Linked DNA regions of Hordeum vulgare: region 1 is linked to region 2. Evidence: chromatin contacts called from public Hi-C data. All regions are on one chromosome and are shown on one strand. The core of a region is the stretch at or near the end of the contact, and the rest is flanking DNA. Distances in the headings are between cores, read along the strand shown.

Region 1 (2,889 bases), core at 281-2,780, 210 kb before region 2:
AGCTATTAAGAGAATAGCCATAAAATATTTTCCTGAAGGTGGAGTTATAGTGGCAATAATACCACGGGTGGATACAACGACCGATGTCGTAAATCATCATACAATAAATAATATCACCTAACATGTACTTACTGTATTTGGAAATGTCAACCATGCTTACTTGAAGATGCTAATGCATTTATTTAATTTACTTCTAGGAGTAAGTGATATCTATGAATAAATGATTTGTTTGAGAACAATCATGGTCAAGGTGATCCTTGGTGAACCTCGGTGTATCCTTCAGTACAACACATGTGATGAAATTATTGCTAATGTTTTGGACTTCATTCTTGAGGAAGCGTGTGACTTTAGAGTCACTGCGAAAACGTACAGACTTGCATGCTTAACATTGGTTCGTCACTATGAAACTATAACCACGATGTGGTGTGGACCTTGCGAAAGTGTTGAGACACTCAATCATTGCCATGTGTTTTACCAATGTAATAGAAGGTTATCATACGTATATGCAAATATTTTCGTAGTTTGCTATTACATATTCAAGCAAAGTGTGCAAGAACAATATTTACTATGAAAGTAAAATACTTTAGTGAACAACAACAATAAATGCTTCGGAGGAGCAAATAGTAGTACGGCTGACGCCTTATAGCCATATGTTACCTCTATGGATAAACCAGAAATAATTAATTTACCTACAGTAAATTTAAGACCATCATGGTTGATGTTGTAATGAATTTGTAAAATTAATGGGTATTTCAAGAAGTTATCTTGAAACCATTAATGTGAATCTCAAATTGCTAAATATGACACCTTGAAGATTATCTCCAAAATGGAGTAGATCTCGCGGCACTAGGGAGTATAATCTGATGAAGTGAGTAGACTTACTCGTAGTGCCTTATGTCATGACTTAGTAAAATGTGTGGGAGAACACTTTGTCAATAGTGGTGATAATTTGCAAAGCAGTAGATCTACACACTACCTTGTGATCCCAAAACATCAATTTGAAGAATTCACTTTGAATTTTGCATCAATATTTGCAAGAAATTGAAAATCTCAATTGCAAATAAATGTATTAATCTCGATACGTAACGATCATGGAGATACATACATTTCGGAATAGATCGTACTCAACAGAAATATATTACTATTGTAATGAATAGTAATGATGTTGCAAACTTGATGTTCAAGTGAAAAACTTGAATTGTATAGACCTCAAATTAAATGAGATGATCTTATATCAAGTTGCAAGATAATTCAGCAAAGTGAATTAATATTTTGCAAGGAAAAACTAATCCCAATCGCGATGAAATTATTTTGCAAGAAAATAATAATTCTCAATAGTAAATCAATATTGTTGTGTGAGAAAATTTAATCTCAATTGCAAAATAATGTCTTTGTATCGGTAAAGAATATGTCACGCATTAACAACCATGTATTTCTGGAATTTTAAAATTTAATAGAAAATGATTTAAATGCAGATTTTGCCTAAACATGAGAAATGCTAATAAATAGCAATAGTTGTTGAAGCACTAATCTACTGAAAAGCTTAAAATACAAGCAATTAAGTAAATAATGCAAATTAGCATAAACATCTGGTGGCTCAACCGCATGCAAATAGGCTAGAGTAGCCCAGCCAGGTGTAGCGTGGTCACTCGAATGGATAAGGAAGAGCAGCCAGGGATATCCACACAAGAGTAGATTTGATCCCCAATCCACATGACCAAGACCGGATGGACTCCAGCCGCGCTCTTCCTCGGAGGCACCTACGGTCGGTCGCCCGCACACGGACGACGGAAAGAACTCCAGCCGCGCTATTATTCGTCGGACGAGTCGCCGTGAAGGCGGATGCCAGGCACGTCGCCATGGAGAGGCTGCTTGCGAGCCCGAGCGCTGCTAGGCTCAAGTTCTCTCGCGGGCAGTGCGGCTGGTTGACGACGGGCTGCGGCTGCTCGACGCTGCAAAGGCGGAGGCCACGAGGCGCAAGGGTGGGTCGACGTTCTCGTCGTCGTTGGCCTCAAGCGGCGCGGCCGGGCCAGCGTGAAGCTAGGCGGGCGCAACCGACTCAAGAGGTTCCAACGGCGCGAGCTGTACGGGCGGAGCGGGGCCGCGGGAATGGAGTCGTGGCCCCAAGCAATCTTGTCGGAGGGCGTAGCCCGCCAGAGGGTTGAAGCCGGGCACCGGTGGAGGTGGGGGCACGTGCACCAGCCAGGGATCGAGTCCATTGTTCATCTGCGGGAGATGAGGAGCAACGGCACGAGGGCCGAGTCCAATGGCGTCGTATCATTGAAGGGAGCCGACGAGGCAGCACTGCCATGCCGTGCGCTGGATGACATGGTTGTGTGCCGTCGGCCTGACTCGCCTGAGGTCGCGACGCCGTCAATGGCCGCGCGTGGAGCAGCGGCCCTGAGGGTGTCCCGCTGTGTGCGTGTGTCGCGGGCGACGGTTCATACGCCGGCTTGGCTACTGACAAGCGACGGCGACGACTGTCCTCATGAAGGAGATGAAGGTGAAGCAATGCAAGAAATCAACGCCACAGCCTGGTGCGAGCGTGGCACACGCAAGAAGGCGGATGGACGGAGCGTGTGACGCGGCGCAGCCCGGGCGGCGGCCGGAGCCCCGCGCGGGCGCAGCGTGCAGCTCTAGTCCCCGTCTGTCTTCTCGGTGGTCTTCTCTCTTGGTAGAGACTCGTGCTGATTACGTGTTGGAATAAAACGAGATTGAATGAAAGTGAATCGATCATCCATCTTGTTTTTATTGATTCTAAAGTATATATACATCTGGAAGAGGTGCGAAAAAAAGATGTCTATTCGGAGGCATTCCTTCAACACACGTGCCGGTTGGCAATAGAGAGAGAGGAGACACGACTGTTTGGGTTGGACACATTCCTTAGAT
Region 2 (2,903 bases), core at 315-2,814:
TTTCATGAAGTATCCCTTCTTGCCCTTGCCCTTCTTAAAACTAGTGGTTTTACTAACCATCAACAATTGATGCTCCTACTTGATTTCTACTTTCGTTGTTTCAAACATCGTGAATAGCTCAAGGATCATCATATCTATCCCTGATATATTATAGTTCATAACGAAGCTCTGTAGCTTGGTGGCAGTGACTTTGGAGAACTATATTGAGATGGGGTGCCTCAAATCTTGACAAATCTTGGCAAAAAATGAAGGATGGGCTCGAGCTATGTGGGAAAATACTAAAATAGAGAGGGGAATGGAGAAAACAGAGAAATGGGCTCGGTCTGGACGAAGGGCTTATTAAGGAGATCTTTAGTCTCGGTTTGTATAACCAACCGGGACTAAATGACTCCCTTTATTCCTAGTTTGTGATACAAACCGGGACTAAATGGGCTCGTGGGGCCCCCAGCCTGACGCCCGCCTGCCAGCACACCTTTAGTCCCGGTTTGTCTCACAAACCGGGCTTATAGGTACAAAATGAATAGGGACTAAAGATGTCCGTGCCACCGACCGCTCCTAGCCGTTGGAACCGGGACTAATGGTCACATTAGTCCCGAATCAAAATCAAACCGGGACTAATAATCCAAACGTAGTGTTGAGGGTCAATCCAATACCTAACCAACGAATCTTGTAACCCTAGCCTCTGGCTATATATTAACACGCAATGCGTCCCTGTTAGGCATACGCTTCACGTGATCTTTCAACCACCTCTGGTGCCGCCTTCCATCGCACAAAAAGGAAAAAGTAGATGATGATGTTTTCTTTTACTCTCTCTGGACACTTCTTTTGGACCTGATAAGTGTCACGCGTATGACATGACCCCATGGCAACTCCGAACATTTTTATGGCAACTTTAGGACACAAAGGTGAAAACTTTAGTTATCAAACATGGCAATTTTCTTTTTTGATGGTAAGTTTCATTTTTTTTGTTAGTTTTTTTATTCTTTTTCGATAACACCTCCGAGAGACTAGGCCCACATATCATCAGATTGGTTTGCAGATATAGACAAAATATGCAAAGCTAGAAAATGCACGGTGGCATGGACGAGTAGCAAACTAGCAATACATGTGTTCTATTTATTTTTTAGGATACATGTGTTCTGTTGTTGAGGTGAACTGAACACAACACTTGTATTGGCATATCCGAAATCAGCTCCATGAAAATGTAAGCCCTGTATACCGTTTCCGGACCCGAAAATTCGTCTACCGTCGAGGGAGATCCTCTCGCACGCAGCCGGCCGGCCTCGACCACCGCCCCAATCATTCACGGCCACGGGCATGGGCGCGCACAGTGAAGAAAAAGAGGGGCATGGCGCGCGGGAGCGACCTGCGACGAGGGAACCAAGCGAACCCGCGGCGCGTGAGCAACCGAGTAGGATGGATGGGACGGAGACGCGCGCCCGCGAAATCCAGCGGGACCCCGAGTTCACGTGGCCTCGGCCCGACACGGCGTGGGCCGGCACGTGGGCGGGTGCTCTCTCCCCCGGCCCCCGCGCCCGCCGTACGCCCGGCGACGGGGAGATCTCGCGCCAAAGCGAGGGAAAGGAGCAGCGGACCGCAGGTGACGCCGGGCCCGCGAACCCGCACCGGCCACCGGCGGCCCCGCGCCCTCGCGCGTGCCGTCCCTCCCTCCCTCCCTCCCTCCTCGACAACCCACCACCACGGCCAATCATTGTCGCGGCCCCTGATCGCTCGCACATCAGAGGGAGATATCATATCATATCATCGATGCATATCATCCGTGCATGTAAGCCGATCAGTTATATATCCGGCTGCCTCATGTGATGTGCCTGCGTACACAACTCCATGGATGTAATCCTAGTACAAAGCGTCTACAACAAGTTAAAACCATATGTTCCAAGGCCCTAGATATACGGCCGGAGTTAAAACCATGCATATACATGAAACCCTGGCTTTTATGGTTTTAACTTGTTCTAGAAGACTTGTAAAACAGTCGTAAGCTCTCTAGGTATCTGGACTCTGGACAAGTTGAGAGAGGGACGGGGGTTCGTCAATGGTTCTTGATACGTACAGATCGAAAAGGCCGGGCTTCGTCTGTCAAATCGTCCGGTCACCATCTCCTCTCGAATAGTTTGCGCTTCTATCAGCTTTGAGCGTATGGTTTCACAGGGAAAGAGGAAGATGAAAGAAGCAAAGCTTATTATTCCAGCTGACCTCTGGATCGAGACGTGATTTTGACTGAGCAATTCTCTTCTCCCTTGTAAATCAAGCAGTGATCTGAGCTCTGATGGGGCGGCAGGTTGACCCTGCACCGCGCACCCGCCCGACAGACCTGGACACGGAATGTCGCAGGCCAGGCCTGAAGCTGAAAGATGAGAAAAGTTACCACCAGACAGACGTGCGCTGCTAGCTTTCACCGCGTGACGGGACAAAGGTAAATGCGCCGTGTCTGCAGATAGTAAGTACTGCTTGCACTGCCTGCCCGCGCATCAGATTCAGTGCCGTAGAAGCGAAGAAGATGGCAGGAGCAGTGCAGCAGTACTACAGGTAGGAGTATTTCTCCGATGATGTGCTGCATGCAACTGCAGTACATAGGCTTGATGAAACCTGGAGGTAATTCTGCCGGCCGAGTGTCCCTATTGGCTTAGCAGCCGTGTCGCAACGCCTGCGGAGATCATGCCCGCGTCACCGTCAGAATCATGAGCTATATTCAGATAACACCCAATGGTGGTCTGGATAACCAGATATATGCACACCAGAGGCTAGCAAAGGATTGACTGATTGCTGCTAGGTCTCATGATCGGCACCCCTTGCCAGCGCCATAACTTCCACACTCAAGAGTGAATACGATGAGTTCGGGAGCTGAAGTAGATAGCGACGATGTGGTCTATGATCACTCGAAA

Evidence for each region. Hi-C and Micro-C count contacts between places; a contact is called where the count stands out from the background.
Region 1: a Hi-C map of seedling shows a contact between it and region 2, with 4 times the contacts expected there. The contact joins the promoter of LOC123430697 here to the enhancer-like site in region 2. A contact is called at or near these places in 2 of 6 Hi-C or Micro-C datasets (leaf and seedling) and 1 of 1 datasets of contacts at active chromatin or transcription factors (embryo).

Annotation. Positions count from the first base shown.
Region 1 is chr2H:597,254,960-597,257,848 of MorexV3_pseudomolecules_assembly, reverse strand. LOC123430697 reads left to right here and starts at 1,530. Exons shown (of 1, transcript XM_045114545.1): 1 at 1,530-2,733. The coding sequence starts at 2,110. The coding sequence ends at 2,583.
Region 2 is chr2H:597,044,147-597,047,049 of MorexV3_pseudomolecules_assembly, reverse strand. No RefSeq gene overlaps it. Among protein-coding and RNA genes, the nearest start is that of LOC123430695, 85 kb to the right of the region's middle. Within about 2 kb of position 1,564, at least 3 of the 3 cell types and tissues checked have open chromatin away from gene starts, as enhancers often do. A contact at or near this core is called in leaf and seedling, where this site is marked.